Linked DNA regions of Cricetulus griseus: region 1 is linked to region 2. The links are chromatin contacts, called in public Micro-C maps. All regions are on one chromosome and are shown on one strand. The core of a region is the stretch at or near the end of the contact, and the rest is flanking DNA. Distances in the headings are between cores, read along the strand shown.

Evidence for each region. A called contact is a pair of places that touch in the nucleus more often than the background predicts.
Region 1: a contact with region 2 is called in a Micro-C map of the CHO-K1 cell line, with 3 times the contacts expected there. The contact joins the promoter of Hacd1 here to the enhancer-like site in region 2.

What each region holds. Positions count from the first base shown.
Region 1 is chr3:218,608,002-218,611,903 of CriGri-PICRH-1.0, forward strand. Hacd1 (very-long-chain (3R)-3-hydroxyacyl-CoA dehydratase 1) reads left to right here and starts at 1,536. Exons shown (of 7, transcript XM_027405249.2): 1 at 1,536-1,836. The coding sequence starts at 1,700.
Region 2 is chr3:218,544,970-218,549,100 of CriGri-PICRH-1.0, forward strand. Stam (signal transducing adapter molecule 1) reads right to left here. Exons shown (of 14, transcript XM_027405250.2): 10 at 1,098-1,185; 11 at 672-726. Among named protein-coding and RNA genes, the nearest start is that of Tmem236, 33 kb to the left of the region's middle. Within about 2 kb of position 1,737, at least 1 of the 6 cell types and tissues checked has open chromatin away from gene starts, as enhancers often do. A contact at or near this core is called in the CHO-K1 cell line, where this site is marked.

The DNA of each region.
Region 1 (3,902 bases), core at 286-2,785, 63 kb after region 2:
GTTCAGAGTTTCTGCTGTTTTCTTCTAGAAGTTTTATAGTGTTTAATTCTATGATTACTTTGAAATCAGCACCTGTCTGTGATGTAAGATCCATTTGTATGTGGTCATCCAGTTGTTCCCTTTATTGAAAAGATTACAATTCCCACACTGAATTAGCTCAGCTTTTAGTGTATTTGGACTCTGCAGTAACACTGGTCCATGCCTCCCTTTACTTACTATGCTATGTTGAAGATTGTAGTTTTAGGGTAAGGCTTAAAGTAGGCTATGTACATGCTCTTACACTTTCATGGATTTTTAGATTTTAGCTTGTCAAATAAAATCCACTGGCATTCAGAGAGAACTGACATTCCAACACATTGAGAATCCGAGGCCTAGCTTGCAGCTGTGATTTAGTGTTCAGTGCACAGGCCTAGCACGCGCTTTAGTAAACTTATCCATATAACACTTTCTTGTTGCAAGGTTTTACTTATTTTTTTTCTATCCTACATTTCCCAAATTAGGGGAATAATGCTCCTGGCCATGATGAGCTCTTCCAGGTCCTAGTCTTTGCCCAATATGATGTACACAGAGAGAGAGTAGCTCATGGGCTGGCCTGTAGAGTCATTTGTCCTCTCTGCCAGTGTCTAGACTCCTGTTTAGGAACTACCTAACACCTTCAGTTGCCCTTTGCAAAATTTCTTTCCCTGGATTATAAGCAAGGTCACCAGAAAAAGTATTAGCACGCATATCTGAGGTAAAAAACTGTAGCATGTCAGTACCTGCTTTTTGATGGATATTTTACTTAACCCTATGAGGTGCGTTATTCTATTTTTATTTGAGGAAATTTAGGCATACATAAACTACCAAGTCACAGAAAGGTGGAGTCAGGAATTTGGGGGTTGAATTTCAGGAAGCTGACTCGGGAGCCTTCTTTCTTATCCACGAGCTATAAGGGGAATGGAGGCTATCGGAAGGATGGTTCTTGAAAGGAAGAGAGAAAAATGAGAGATTATGTGTGGAAAGCGGGGGTGGGGTGGGTGGGACGGTATTTCTTCCCAACAGGACAGGGAACTTGTTAACCTGCGTCTGGGGTTCCTGTACGAACCCCTAACACCTATCCGGGTTTTGCCACGTCCTTTCCCTCACCTTCCCTTTACAATTTTAGAAAAGACTCGCTAAAACCCACATACCCATCTGGCCCATAATAACACGGGACAAGGCTAGGCGGGCGCTGCTTATCCAGAAGCTCGGAAGACCGAGTCTTTGGTGGGGCGATCCTGCTCCTGGGGCAGAACCCTCGCCACTCCATATGCGCTCACTCCGTCTGGACAAGGAGTACCAGCCGGGCACCCACTGCCAGGACGCGCGTCGCCCGCGTCTCTCTAGGAAGAGGTCGCAGCCAGCGCGGACAGCTCTTCGGCGGGAGCGCGCTGCGCAGTACCGCCTCGAAGCGGTGACCCCGGCTGGCTCACCCCGGGGCCGGGGCCGGGGCCCCGAGTGCGCGCTCCCGAGAGGCGGCGCCGGGGCGGGGCGCGCGGCCGGGGGCGCGCTCCTCCCCCTCGCGGGCAGCCGAGCTGGCGGCGCCGACCCCCCGCGCGTCGCACATGGAGCGCTGGGCCGAGGGCGGCGGCGGCAGCGGGCAGCGGCGCTTCAGTGGCTCGTTCGGCCGGCCCCTCCCGCTCCTGTGCGCTGCTCCTCCAGGCCAGCGTGCGCGGTCACCATGGCGTCCAGTGAGGAGGACGGCACCAACGGCGCCTCGGAGGCCAGCGACGAGAAGGAAGCCACCGGCAAGAGGAGACGCCTAGGCTTCCTGGCCACCGCCTGGCTCACCTTCTACAACATCGCCATGACCGCCGGGTACGTGCGCGCGGCGGTCCTTCCACGCTCCGCGCGCAGTTGAGCCATCTCTCCGGGCTCGGGGACGCGGGGAGCGCGCGCTCGCTCGCTCTCTCGCTCGCTCTCTCGCGGGGCTGCTGGGGGGTCGAACCGCGGCGAGGGCGCGCGCATGGGGTGGAACGAGAGCGCGCTGAGAAGCCTTGAGGGGTCGAGGCGGAGGCGCGCGGCGGGGGGTCTTTTGGAGCGAGAGCGCGCGTGTTGGGCGGCCGGGGGTCGCGGCGCGGCGGGCGCACATGGAGAGGGAGCGCAGGCGCTCGGCCGCTGACGGTCGGAGCACTCTGGGCGCGCGGCCGGGGCGCATAGAGCGAGAGCGCGCGTGCTGGGCCCCTGGGGGTCGCGGGGCGGCGTGGGCGCGCGGAGCGGTGGGGGAGGGGCGCAGCAGGGTTGAATGGAGCGGGGCGGGGCCGCCTGCCGCCGCTCGCTGGGCATTGCCTAATACGGTACACGGCGTGGCGCGGTGGCACGGGGCGCGGGCTGGAGGTTAAGTATAGACCCGGGCAGGAATGCGGGGCCGACCCAAGGGGAGGCGACTTTGGCCCGGCCGCCCCTGTCGCCTCCCGCTGCTGTTGTAGAAACGGTGGGGTCTGTTCACCCAAGCCGGGAGCTGTCCGCGGGCGGTGCACGCTGGACCCCGGGCGTGTGGTTCCTGGTGCTGCAATCGCAGGGCAGTATCTTCACCTACTGTTTCTTTTTAAGCATGGCACTTAGAAATGCTTACTTGGGACTTTGAACACCTAACCTGATTGGGTCAGGGCAGGTGTCCAGCATCGTTATGGCTTTATCCTTTCCAGATTCCCGAACTTTAAAAAAAAAAAAAACTTCAGGCTTAGTGTGACTTGGAAGTTAGGGTTTATACAAGATCAGTCTTCGGAGAGATGTCAAATGACTTAGGTGTCCACGGCGACTCCAACCATTATGAAAATGCCCATAGCTATCTTGCCTTTAGAAAGTTACTTTCTCAATATCGTCGGAAGTTTTAACTTACGTGAATGTGAGGAACCGTTTAGTATTTTAAACTGTCTCTGAGGTTTATAGAAAAAAGTGTGATTGAATTGACCTCTCGGCTAAGTGTAGAAAAAATGTGGCTCTATTTAACAAATGTTCCTGTTGATCATGTATTTTATGTATTTATGATGCCGAACATCAAACATAGTTCATAAATATATATTTATTGGGTTACTGTGTGCCAGAGGCTGTGCTTTTCTTTTTTTTAATACATCATCTCATTTTTCGTTTTCTGCAATCCCGTGAGGGGTACAGAACAATATTTTATAGTGAGGCATGGAGAAGCCTTAAGTCACTGTCAGGAGATCACAACCAGAAAGTGTCAAGCATGAATTTCCACTGAGACTGACTACAGAGCTGTGTGACTTCATCTTTTTGCTGTGTTGGTTCTCATCACGTTTGAAAGTTCTGAAAACTAACAGGCTTAAAACAACTGGCGACAGTCCAGAGTCCACCGTGTTTTCTGCCTTAAAATGCGCCGGGGCTGAGAGACTCGCTTCTCCTCCGAGATAGTCTCATCCAGTTAGCAAAGGTTTTTGGAATACCCACCCCGTTTAGTTGGTTGGCTGTCCCTTTGCTGTCCAGTCCACGCTCTACTTTTAAGGCCGGGTTACTGTTTCAAACGTGAAAACTCACCTCACAATCCCAGTTTAAAATCTTAATGAAAAGTTTTACATGGCCACAGTGACCCTAGCTTGCCCTAACGACCTCAGGGCTACCGTCATCGAAGACCATTTTCAACATACTTTATCTTTCCAGTTTTCTTGCGTTTGAAATCCCCAAGTCGCTACCTTTCAGTGTTCATTTTGCAGCACTTTCCATCTTTGCACACGATGTTTGCTCTTGCAAGGATTAATAATGCCATCCGTGTTCTGGTGACTGAGTCAGCTTGTTTGAACTTCTCTAGGTTCTCCTGGTCTCACCAGAAACGAACTAAAATGACTTGTGCTTTGCGTGCTCACGCCTCACTCCTGTTCTGCCCTATCCAGCAAGCCAGTGCTTATCCTAATGTGTCTGTCTGC
Region 2 (4,131 bases), core at 487-2,986:
GCCTTGCTTTTCAAAAAAGGACAAATGAGTCCAAATCCTCACATCAAGGTGAGAATGGTGAATAGAGAATGGTTCTTTGAAGTACTATCTGTGTGTGTTGTGTACGTGGCAGCTGTATGCACACACAGAGGAATGAGACACACTGGTGGTTTCTATATGGCTCTCTACCTTTCGTTTTGAGACAGGAACTCTTACAGCACCTGCAGCTAATAGAGGCACCTAGGCTGGATGGGCAGAGATCTGCCCATCTGCACCATACGTCTTCCTTCCTCTACCCACCCTCACTGCCCTGGCAGGGTTTACAGGCATGCACCACCATGCTCAGCTTTTTGTGTGGGCGTTGAGGATCCAAACTCAGTTCCTTGCAGTTATGTGGCAGGCACTTTACCATCTGAGCCATCTCTACAGGCTGGAGTACCTTTTTTTTTTTTTCCCCTTGGTTTTTCGAGTCAGGGTTTCTCTGTGTAGCTTTGGAGCCTATCCTGGCACTCGCTCTGGAGACCAGGCTGGCCTCAAACTCACAGAGATCCGCCTGCCTCTGCCTCCCGAGTGCTGGGATTAAAGGCGTACGCCACCAATGCCCGGCTGCCGGAGTACCTTTTTAAAATGGCAGTTTACTGAAATGCTTTCAGAGAAAGATATACAAGTCAGACACAATACAAGTTCTTTACCTATCAATATCTTCCAGCTTCTCATCAATGAGAGGTCCCATCTGGTGACACATCGCTAAGATGACAATTTTAAGGAATAAAAAACAAGAAAGTAAACTTCTGAAAAATATTCATTAAAGAAATGAAAAGTTTAATATGAAGTAATAAAAATATTAATTATCCTTGGTCAACAGAACCTAAAATTCACTGACTTCAATTTTTTTTCATTTTATAAGAAATTTAAGATGCTGAATAAAATAATTTGTATAGTAAGGTTTGTGATATCAACCTCTACTCAAGATTTAAACAGCACATGAAATGTAATACAGGCACAGGAAGAAGGTGTAATGTTCATTTCTAAGATCACTCTCAAAAGCCATTCTTGAGCAGTACAGCAAGATCTCTGGCTATTCTTTGCTTCCAAGGTGGACAGAAAAAAAGGTTTACCTTCGAGATGAAGTAGCTCTGGTAAGTCTGGCTGATTATCACTGGGATCTGTACTTTGCAGCATCTGTAACAACTGGTCCATTTTATCCTACAGAAATTAAACAGCTACTGTCAAAAGCAACCAATCTCTATCAAAGGGTTATGTTCTCACTTTGACAACTCAATTACCAACTAAGATTCCCCCACATAACCCCAGGACAGGTTTTTTATTTTTTTTGTGTGTGTGTAACCACTCTGGCTGCCTTGAAACTAACTCACTTTGTAAACCAGGCTGGCCTCAAACTCACAGAAATCCACCTTCCTCTGCCTCCTGAGTTAAAGGCATACACTACCTCCGCCTGGCTTTAGATTGAAGATTTTTATAGTTCATAGTTAGGTTAATGTTCTTTTATGTTTTTAGCATCTCATATATGTTTTAGCACCATGCAAAAATCAGACCTTTCCATGCTATTTGTAGTTATTTTTCAAAATGTTCATATTAGAACAGGACATCCATTTAAACTTACAGGGTATAATTTCCCCAATCTCTTATATCATGTTCAAGAATTTCACTGTTGTGGAGCAGCTGTAGCTTAGCCACACAACAGTTGGAACATCCCTCTCAAGACAGCCTGCTATGACTAACAACTCAGTCATTACTTCTCACTGGCAGTGAGTTTGACAGCTGTTCCACAGACAGAGCTCAGGCTTTTCACAGCTGTTCTTCTAAGAGGAGCTCTAAGGATTTAATATGTTCTCTTTCCATCAACATTTCGGTTATTCATAAAAGAAGAAAACAGCTTGTGGTTTATTCTTTTTGTGGGAAAGACAGATGATAATATCTCAAACCACTTACTTGGGTCTATCTCAGAATCCCTTAATACTTACGACTGAAGGAACTATAAAACGGCAGGTGCATAAATATACATTATACAAGATCTGTCTTTTCATTTACCAAATTCTATGAAAATTATTACAAATTTTTCTCACTCAAATTTTCTATATAGTGATGCTATTACACAGAGGTAAACACAGCTAATAATTTAAGGACTACAGATTCTGAGTAAAACTATTACTTCAAACACAGACTGTTTGAGAGATGAATTAACTGTTAGGCTGGAAGCAGAGGAAAGCTCCTGTACTTTAAAATGGATGTTCCTTCAGGTAAAAGATTCATGTTCATTTTAAGACATTTTAGGCAGCAGAAACAAACGTTCATCTCCTGTTAATGCAACATGGTTTCTATATGAGCCACAACTGAGTACTCAGACATTTCCTTCTGTAATGCAATCTGGCCAAGCAGAACGTTCTCTGACCCAATTGGACTCCTTAATACGTAGCACTCATCCATATTCTTGTTTCTCTCAAAGTCAAAGGAGCACCACCATCATTTAGACCAGGATGCATATGTGGCTCACTACAAGACCACTTCCCTGGCATGTAAAAGACTCTAGGTGCCATCCCCCGGACCACAAAAACAACAACTGTTTTTAAATAAGCAATTCCAAATTGATCATTTTCCTCCTTAAACTTAATTATATTTCTGCTCATTATCTCCTACAAAATTTTATCTAAATGCACTTTAAAGTCTTTTAGAAGACTATGCCAAATTTCTTTAAAACAAAAATATGTATATAAATTGGCAAGACTTAAATCTGTATGCATTAATGATTTCTATATAGAAGAATATAATGAAGGAACGAAGTTTTAACAGAATCAAATGAGCCAGGATTCAAGGTCATTCATATTCATATTTTATGTCCTTATAGGTGAAACTAATGAGAAAACTTGTTTTTATTTCAAGCTATTAGAGCAGTGCCACTGAATATTTCCATCGCTGCTCAGTGTCACAACAGGAATCTTCAGTAGATTATCATTAAAAATTATTTTTAAGGACTGAAGAGATGATTCAACAATTGAGAACCCTGGCAGCTCTTTCAGAGGACCCACATTCAATTCCCAGCACCTCCACAGCATCAGAATTCCAGTTCCAGGGAAACTCAATGCCTCCTTTCTGGCCGCTGTGGGCACCAGAAATACAAATGGTGCACAGACATAAAAATCCAGGCAAAAATGCCCACACATGTGAAGTAAAATTGAGTGCTGGGATTAATGGTGTGCACGGTTAACACCCCAGCTGGTTTTTTTTTTAATTGTTGCAAAAATGTATGAAACCATTTGACTGTGCTGCCAATATATGGAAATGCTGCTAGAAATCAATGCACCACAGTAAGGTTCATTGTGGGCACAGGATGAGGCTTTTATCTGTACAGCGGAAAAAGAAATGTAAAAGAAGAGAAAGAAAATGGAAAATCATGGCAGGAAGTGGTCTCAAACACATCAGCTTCTAATACAAGAAACAAATGCAAGAAAACCAAGTTCTGAAAAGTGTTCTACACTGATCTATACCAGGGGCCACATAGTCAGCATGAGGACCACACTATCTCTTTAGTAAGTTCTGCACAAAGGCAGCCAGAAAATACATACATATGTATGCATGTATGTAATACAACTTGAGAGAATGTAGTTATATTTCAAATGGGGATAACATCCTATATGGCTTGCTAATTCCATCATTTAATGTTAACTTACTAAGTTAATTCAATACAATATTGATATTACTATTCAAAACAATACTAGTAATAGATTTGAATATAAAAAATGTAATCCCAGGGGCTAGAAAGATTGTTCAGCAGCAGAGAATGGCTGCTTTTCCAGAAGACTAGGGTTCAATTCTCAGCAGCCACATGGCAGCTGACAACTGTCTGTAACTCCAGAGACAGGAGCCCTCCTCTTGCTTTCATAGGCACTAAATATGCACATGGCACTCAGATTTACATACAAGCAAAACTATCCATACACATAAAAAAATACAGCTGCAAACATGGTTCAAGATAAAAACATAACTAATATGAATATTTTCTTCATATGTATAAATAGCAAATTTCCATGCAGCTTAGGGAATTCCAGAGATGCCAAGTTTGGGTTGGATACATAGCCCAGTAGTAGAGTGCTGGCCTTGCATGCACAAAGCCCTAGGCTAATCTACAGCACT